Regions from separate parts of the Danio rerio genome. Here region 1 is linked to region 2. The links are chromatin contacts, called in public Hi-C maps. All regions are on one chromosome and are shown on one strand. The core of a region is the stretch at or near the end of the contact, and the rest is flanking DNA. Distances in the headings are between cores, read along the strand shown. Region 1 holds the start of vegfaa (vascular endothelial growth factor Aa). Region 2 has its middle 40 kb from the start of vegfaa.

Region 1 (4,804 bases), core at 599-3,098, 41 kb after region 2:
GTCAGTCTGATCTTACGAGGAAATGCAACACATGCATGCCCATACTCAGTCCTGGAGGGTCGGTCTCCTACATGTTTATGTTTCAACCCCAATTAAACACACCTGAACCAGCTAATCAAGCTCTTTTTAGGTATGCTAACACTTTCAGGTAAGCGTGTTGAAGGAAGTTGGAGCTAAACTATGCAGGATACCGACCCTCCAGGATCAAGTTATGACATCCATGGCTTAAAACATGGATCAAAATGATAATTTCCCCCCCCTTTTTTATCAAAAATCATTACAATATTAAGTAATTAATCTTGTTCCATGAAGACATTAGCAAATGTGGTACCATGAATATATACAAACTGCATTTTTTATTAGTAATATAGCAATGTCGATTGCTAAAACTTTATTTGTAAGACTTTAAAGATGATTTTCTCAATATTTGTATTACTTTTTAATCTTAAATTTCAGTATCTGAGCCAAATATTGTCCTAACAAAGTGTACATCAATGAAAACTCATTCAGCTTTAAGATAATGCATAAATCTCAGTTTCCAAAAATTGACACGTATGGTTTTGTTGTCCTGGGTGGTCCTATATTAGTATTTTAATGCATATTTAACTCAAACACACATACAGCAGTCATTATACTTATTTCACATCATTTTATGTCATGGTGGTACATTTAAAGAAAACCTTAAAAGGGCTTTTAAAATCATTAATGCAAATAAATAGTTTATTTTACAACAGAGAAACCTTCTATAATCTTCATAAGGGACCTTATTTGTCATTCAAAGAGGCTCCAGAGAGCCAATCATCTTCCAGCAATCCTTCAGACTATTCTTCTTTCCCGCCTACAGATTAGTCTCGCCATGGTGTGTGTGTGTGTGACCGGTTGCTGGTTGCTCGCGTTACTGCAGGTGGTGGACTGGCGCAACAACTCTCGGTGTTGCGTGAGAATCTCCCCGGTTTGCCTCTCTGACCATCTGCTACATATATAAGCAGACGTTTCTTGTTCTCTTATTTTCTGCATTTAACATTGAGACAACCACGACTGCCCGCCGAGGTAAAAATTTACCTCAGGCGAATGTGTTTCTTGACAGCAGACATGCACTCTCGTGCCACTATTCAAGTAAATGAATTAATTAGGCGGGAGACAAAGAAAAGCAGGATTTCAGGTAATATCTTGTTGTTATTCTCGTCAAGAGAGCATTGTGTGACAGCATCTTAAGTCTTAAAGCATCGCGAGCACAAGTGAAACGCCGAAAGTCGTTTTGTATCTCTATTGATGGCATTACTAGTAAGAAATAACCTCCTGGTTGATTCAGCACCCGGATGACGCGTTACTGCACGTAACATCTCACATATAGTGATATCTCACCAAATCCTTCGCTTAAGTGAGATTAAACCTTAGGATAGCAGCAGTCCCATACTATTGTTAGCCTATAAATATTCCTGTCAAAGCAGACAGCGCAACAGAAGGACCATCTCTGATTTAAGTGAAAACTTATGGTTAATATCCACATTATGAGTAACATGTTGTGCAATAGGAAGGCTTTAAAGGTCATCCATAGATGACAATAAAAAGATACAAGCTTGCTTTCTATTATAAGTAACATTAGGCTAATCGTTTTGAAACAAAGTAAGTAAATGTAAACTTTATGTAACTTATTGTAGCATATAAATGGTGTGGGCTATTGCATTTCGTCTTTAAGACGATCTCACGTTACACATTAATAATAAACAACCCCAATGCACATGAATTTCTCTCATTTCATACTGACCCCCTGAACCCTTACCTTTACAGCAGACAGATGGAGGAGAGCCGCGAGAAATAACTGTATCAAATAAACAACCAAGTTCATGATTGTAATTCCAGTGGAGTGTTGCGGTGAGTCTCTGGCTCTCAAAACAATTAAGAAAGCGAAGCTGCTGGGTATGAATGAACCGAGTGTGATATCGTGGGTCAAAGTAACACATCCATTCTGCCCTTCAGATCCGAAGCACCTGCGTCGAATCCGCTAAAATTAACTTCTGGACCGCCACCCGCTCCTCCAGAGAAAAAAAAAGGATATAAATAAGAATAACAATAATAATTATAATATAAAGAAAAGTGGAAATCCACACTATCTTGGTCCTCTGCGTAATTTAAAATTAAAATCCACAGTATAACGGAAAGCCGACGTTTAATGAATCTGAATCCAAAACGTCAGAGGCAAAACAAACAAAAAGTTTCGTCCACTTCCAAGCGCAGCCTCCAGTGTGCACGCGCGTCTATAGGGCCAGAGGACGGCTTCTGCGCATATGATTATCATCAAGAGCAAAGGCTTGCTGTAAAGTGATCCAGTGGCAATCCTTGGTTTGACCGCTGCACACGCGTCCGTTTTTTCCTCGTCTTATTTCCGTGACTGTTTTGGCTCGCGCTGGTTCGTACTGCCGTGGATGTTAACACGCGTACGGGAAGGTCTTATCACTTTTGCGCTCGCTCAGTCTATCAGCGCTTCTGCCGCTCAGCGCTGCAGGTCTTGAATCTACACAAGGCGGCCTGAGCCTGATTGGCCAGTGGGAGGTGACGTAGATGATGATGCTCTGTGAAGGGTTTGACTCTCCTCGTCAGGACTTATTTTACAATGTGCATGAAGAGACTTTATTTCACTCATTCTAAAGTTGCACTCACGTTAAACAGCTTTGGAATAATATTATTTTTTAATTATCGTCCTTATTTAAACATGATTTAAATTTGTCTATAACAGATATATTTCTGTTTTTCTCGGGTAAAGATCATGCTCTTGATCTTATTGTTAATTTTTTGTTACATTGTAATTTTTTTATACACAAAAATAAGTTCCTAAAAACAATACTTATTTAATACTTTCCTTTTTAAAATTTCGTACAATATTGAATCTCTTGAGCTTATTGATAATAAGAATAATACGTTTCTTAAAGCTTATGATAATCTTTATTCTTAATGATTGAGGCTTTGTAAAGTTTTTTTTCTTTCTTAATTTGTTTGTTATTGTATTTTTTCTTCAATGCAGTGATGTTATTATTCTTGTATTCAATAAAAGTCAGGACTTATTTTATGAAGATATGAAATAACCTACGCATAATTCCCATTGCATGTGGGCTATTCATCTTCATATACAGCACAAAATAGATGTACATTTACAAAATCTTTTGGATTGGATGAAATCCTCAGGATGTCTCAGACAGTCTGCATCTTTTTCCAATTTGAGTCTTTTATTATTAACAATATAAAATATTAAACATGAAGAGCTCAGATGCCAAAGCCTCTAAATGCCATCTGAATTTTCTTCTATAATGAGCATTTCTCGCAAACTGCTGTGTAGGTTCAGTAATTTCACATTTATAGTATTTAATAGGTTATTTTCTTTCAGTTGTTTGCTTTTAAAGTGAAATAACTAAAAATAAACAAGAGATGAGAGAAAAATTACAGATGTAACTATATTTTGGCTAGAATACATTTTAATGCATTTTATTTCGGCTAGAATAAAAGCAGTTCTTATTTTTTTAAATCCATTTTACGGTCAAAATTATGAGCCCCTTTAAACTGTTTTTTTTTTTTCAGATTGCTTACAAAACAAACCATCGATATACAATAAATTGCCTAATTACCCTAACCTGCCTAGTTAACCTAAATAACCTAGTTAAGCCTTTAAATGTCTCTTTAAGCTTTATAGAAGTGTCTTGAAAAATATCTAGTCAAATACTATTTACTGTCACCATGGCAAAGATAAAATTAATCAGTTATTAGAAATGAGTTATTAAAACTATTATGTTTAGAAATTTGTTGAAGAAATCTTTTCTCCGTTAAACAGAAATTGGGGGTTAATTAGGTTAACTAAGAAGGTTAGAGTAATTAGGCAATGTTCAATGTTTAACGATGGTTTGTTCTGTAGAGTATCATAAAATATATAGCTTAAATGGGCTAATCATTTTGACCTTAAAAATGATTTAAAAAAACTTTCTCCAGAAGAAAAAATATTATCAGACATACTGTGAAAATTTCCTTGCTCTGTAAAATATAATTTGGAAAATATATATATAAAAAAAAAAGAAATTCAAAGGGGGGGCTAATAATTCTGACTTTATACAGAGTTGAAGTCAGAATTATAAGCCCCCCTGAATTATTAGTGCCCTTGTTTATTTTTTCCCCCAATTTCTGTTTAACGGAGGGAAGATTGTTTTAACACATTTCTAAACATGATAGTTTTAATAACTCATTTCCAATAACTGATTTATTTTATCTTTGTCATGATGACAGTAAATAATATTTTACTAGATATTTTTCAAGACACTTCTATACAGCTTAAAGTGACATTTAAAGGCTTAACTAGGTTAATTAGGTGAACTAGGCAGGTTAGGGTAATTAGGCGAGTTATTGTATGATAATAGTTTGTTAGTGTATGTAGACTATCAAAACAAAAATTAGCTTAAAGGGGCTAATACTTTTGTCCCAAAAATGTTTTTTTTTTTAATTGAAAACTGCTTTTATTGTAGCCGAAATAAAATAAATAAGACTTTCTCCAGAAGATAACAATATTATCAGACATACTGTGAAAATTTCTTTGCTCTGTTAAAAATCATTTGGGAAATATTTAAAAAAGAAAAAAAAATCAAAGGGGGGAGAATAATTCTGACTTCAACTGTATATATATATATATATGTATATATATCAGTACATATAGGGTTTGGAAATGAATTGGCGACATTTTACTATAAGGTGTCATGCACTAATGCATCTGTCAATAATAAAAATGGTTATAAATATGATGACAAATGTATTGTTCAGTAAATAA
Region 2 (4,473 bases), core at 225-2,724:
AAAAAATACACTCTGCGCCCTGATGCATGGACTAACAGGGTTGTGCTCATTCTCTTAATGAGTTATGGGTGTGTTTTGAGCATAACGTGCATTTAACCAATCAGTCTCATCTCCTATTCCCTTTAAGAGTTGCGTCACACCATGGAGCATTTGCTATTTACATGGTGGACTTTATAAGTGGAAAAACTGAATGCTTCCCCACTGGACCCATTTCCCTAACCCCAACCAATAGTGTTTTCAAAAGCACCGATTGACCAGGGCCCACCCACTTTCCTAACCCCAACCAATAGTGTTTTCAAAAGCACCAATTGATCAGGGCCCACCTACTTTCCTAAACCCAACCAATAGTGTTTTCAAAAGCACCGATTGACCAGGGCCCACCCACTTTCCTAAACCCAACCAATAGTGTTTTCAAAAGCACCGATTGACCAGGGCCCACCCATGTTCCTAAACCCAACCAATAGTGTTTTCAAAAGCACCGATAGACCAGCGCCCACCCACTTCCCTAAACCCAACCAATAGTGTTTGCAAAAGCACCAATTGACCAGGGCCCACCCACTTTCCTAACCCCAACCAATAGTGTTTTCAAAAGCACCGATTGACCAGAGCCCACCCAACTCCCTAAACCCAACCAATAGTGTTTTCAAAAGCACCGATTGACCAGCGCCCACCCACTTTCCTAAACCCAACCAAGTGTTTACAAAATCACTGATTATCCAGCACCCACCCACTTCCCTAAACCCAACCGATAGTGTTTTCAAAAGCACAGATTGACCATCGCCCACCCACTTCCCTAAACCCATCCAACAGTTTTTGGTTTTGTGTTTGCTTTGTAGAACCGTTCTCGACTCGAACCTCGTTGTCAATGCATCTCAAATCCTCCAATGTACACAGCGAGCCATGGAACAAACTGGTAACAGCTGAAAAACCCTTCCACACTGAGGTAACGAAATGCAGCCATACGTGCCTCTGGCTACATAATTTGCGATCTCCAGAAATGTATATAGGACTACATTTTCAGAATGAGCATATGTAGGAAAAATATGCAGATGGGCTAATAGTTCAGGAGGACTAATAATTCTGACTTCAACTGTATATATTGCATCACTTGCCTTTAAATATAAATATAATGCTACAAAACCTGTTACTATTTCTGTAATGTGTATTTGTGTGTTCTGTTAATCTCTCTTAAGGTGTGAACACTACCTGGCACGCGAGCCTAATGTGGGCACTTGACTTATCCTAATGAAGAATTCACACCCTTGACATCTGAGCATGGGAATGTGCTCCTAACCTGCAGTAAAAGTCAGTCATGTCGAGAGCTGGACGAGTGTAGAGCTCTCTTGTGAAGAGCACTAAAACATACCTTCCCGTAGTAAAATTGCAATCCCAGTGGATTATCAGCAAATTTATGTGGCTAAACAGTGCCGAGGTTTACACAGAGATTCTGTCCAGAGTAACAGCTGCTCTCTGCTGAATTACAGAGGCTCATGCTGGGATCTCCTTCTCACCCTCTGGTTCATATATCACTGAGTCCTTCTCTGCGAGACAAAGTCACTCTGCACTTTTATTACTTGTGCTACTAAATTTTTTCTAAGAGTCTCAGGGGCATGCTGGGTAAGTGATTAAGTGGTAGAGAGGTTTATAACTCTTAGGTGTCCAACTTAGCATGGAAACCACTTTCAGCTTTTTGGAAAGGAAGCTGTTTCTGTGAAGAAACTTATAAACGATGTACATCTATCTTATATTGTCTTATTTGTTTATCTCTTACAGTGATTGGTTAATCGGTTTTGAAAATTGCCAAGAGATTTCTTATGTAAAAAACGTGACTCCATTCATAGAACTGAAAATGTGGAAAATATGGAAAATCAGTCATTCATTCATTTTCCTTCGGCTTAGTCCCTAACATATGCATTCCTGCATATGTTTTACACAGCGGATGCCCTCCTCGCCGCAACCCAGTTATATATTTATAAATATCAATGCAATCTCACGGCAATTGGTAACTTTTTGATTTAGTGGCTAATTCGTATGAATTTTTACGATCTCATTCGTACAATTTAGTACGATTTGTTCATCACCTAATGACAGTTGGGGTTAGGGGTGCGGTTGGGTGCCACGCCTCCTTTTTAAAATCGTACATTTTCGTACGACTGAACTCTGCCTCGTGAGATCAGGCTGTATATATATATATATATAAACACACACACACAAACACTCACTGGCCACTTTATTAGGTACACCTTACTAATACCGGGTTGGACCCCCTTCAGAGCTGCCTTAATCCTTCATGGTATAGATTCAACAAGGTATTGGAAATATTCCTCAGAGATTTTGGTCCATAGTGACATGATAGCATCAGGCAGTTCCTGCAGATTTGTGGGCCTCACATCCATGATGTGAGTCTCCTGTTCCACTACATGCTAAAGTTGCTCTATTGGATTGAGATCTGGTGACTGTGGAGGCCATCTGGGTACAGAGAACTCATTGTCATGTTCAGCAAACCACTCAGAGACGATTCGCGCTTTATGATATGGTGCGTTATCCTGCTGGAAGTAGCCATCAGAAGATGGGTTCACTGTGGTCATAAAGGGATGGACATGGTCAGCATCAATACTCAGGTAGGATGTGGCGTTGCCGCAATGCTCAATTGGTACCCAAAATGTGCCAAGAAAATATCCCCCACATCATTACACCGCCAGCACCAGCCTGAACCATTGATACAAGGCAGGATGGATCCATGCTTTCATGTTGTTAAAGCCAAATTCTGGCCCGACCATGTGAATGTCGCAGCAGAAATTGAGTCACTTAAATCTTCTCCATTCTGATATTCTGCTTAAACTGCAACAGATCATCTTGACCATATCTACAAGCCTATATGCAGTTGAGTTGCTGCCATGTGATTAGATATTTTCTTAATGAGCAGTTGAACAGGTGTACCTAATAAAGTGGCCGGTAAGTGTGTATAAGTATATATATATAATTCCACATTTGATGATTCACCCAATCCCATTTGACTGACAGTTTGAAAAACAGAGGGGGGTCTTCCATATATCTGTCTTATCTGCAGAGAAACAGACAGGTTTACATCAGTATCCCATTAGCCGCCACTCAACCCCCACATTATTCATGTATGTTCCTTATCCACACGAAATGTAAATCACTTGTGTATGTGTGTGTGTTCCATGCAGAAGATCAATCAGTGTAATTCCTCTCACGTGCTGCTCCACCAGCTCTAAAACACATACACAGTATACAGTGTTGCATTTGTATTTAAAATGCAAACTTTATATATGATTATGATTGATTATTAATGATAATAAATACAAAAACATTTATAAACTATCTGGCTGCAAATATGAGCAAACTCTGAATCAAAATACAACTTGCATACAGACCTGGAGACCGCAGACACATTGGTAGACTTGTCAGACACGAAGAATGAGGCGTGAAATCACTGTTAACCTTCATTGTCTGCTACTGATATGTGATCTGGATCGAGTCCATCGTCTCCAGTCAGCGCTGGTCTGAACTGCCCTCCAGACAGGAAAATGTGACAGCAGCATTGTTTGCTTAACACTCCAATAATTACTCAAGCATTTACAGTATCACGAGCTACAGTTACTCAACCCACTTCAAAGTATGATAAAAGGTGAAGGGGGAAATTTTTCTTTTACTGTATTATTCTTCCACTCCTAGGTAGCTCTTTTCTTAGAATACTTGTGGTTATTGTAGCTTAAGCATGTGAATATTTTACAATCGAGCAAATGCTTTCATCTAAAGCATTTCATATTTTATAGTAATGGCGAATTCGGATCATTTTACTGATTCGGACCGAGATTAACAACATTTTTTTTGAGTCATTTCATTCAATTTGCCAAAATAACATTAAAAGGCTAAGAGTTTCTTCCAAACACAACTAGCCCAAACGTTGATCACACTGCAAACAAGTCAGAACTAGAATGCAGTAAGAAAGAGAAAATAATCCTTCATTGTTTACCTGGGTGTTTTGCCTATGATTATCTCGATTCACCTCTTCTGACATGTCCTCAAATTAGAGTCGTTCGTTCACGTGACACTGACAGTCGCATATGAGATTAACCAATGCACACAGACCGAGCTGGAAGAACCCGTACCCCATAGCAAAATTTCACTGCCCCAGATCTGGCCCACACAATCAGCATTTGCTTGGCCCACATGCCGCAGTGAATTACAGCACATGACTGGACCAAGTCTGGCTTCCGTACAAGCAGCAAACGTGGACCATATCTGGGCCAAGTCTCAGCCAAGTAAATAACCCATAACTGGGCCTGAACTGGGCCATATATGTTGATGTGACTGCAATGTTATTATAAACCCTTGGAGCATTTCACTTTTTGAAGTTTATTTATAAACAAATTTCGAGAGGATCACGTGCTTATGATTGTTCACAGCTGTTCCAACTTAAGCTAATGACTGATTATCCTATCAGAC

What was found. A called contact is a pair of places that touch in the nucleus more often than the background predicts.
Region 1: a contact with region 2 is called in a Hi-C map of an unstated tissue, with 2.5 times the contacts expected there. The contact joins the promoter of vegfaa here to the enhancer-like site in region 2. A contact is called at or near these places in 2 of 18 Hi-C or Micro-C datasets (caudal fin and an unstated tissue).

The regions. Positions count from the first base shown.
Region 1 is chr16:4,534,626-4,539,429 of GRCz12tu, forward strand. vegfaa (vascular endothelial growth factor Aa) reads right to left here and starts at 1,849. Exons shown (of 7, transcript NM_131408.3): 1 at 1,784-1,849. The coding sequence starts at 1,849. LOC141378142 (a long non-coding RNA gene) reads left to right here and starts at 898. Exons shown (of 4, transcript XR_012391910.1): 1 at 898-1,162.
Region 2 is chr16:4,494,002-4,498,474 of GRCz12tu, forward strand. No RefSeq gene overlaps it. Among named protein-coding and RNA genes, the nearest start is that of vegfaa, 40 kb to the right of the region's middle. Within about 2 kb of position 1,475, at least 5 of the 62 cell types and tissues checked have an H3K27ac peak or open chromatin away from gene starts, as enhancers often do.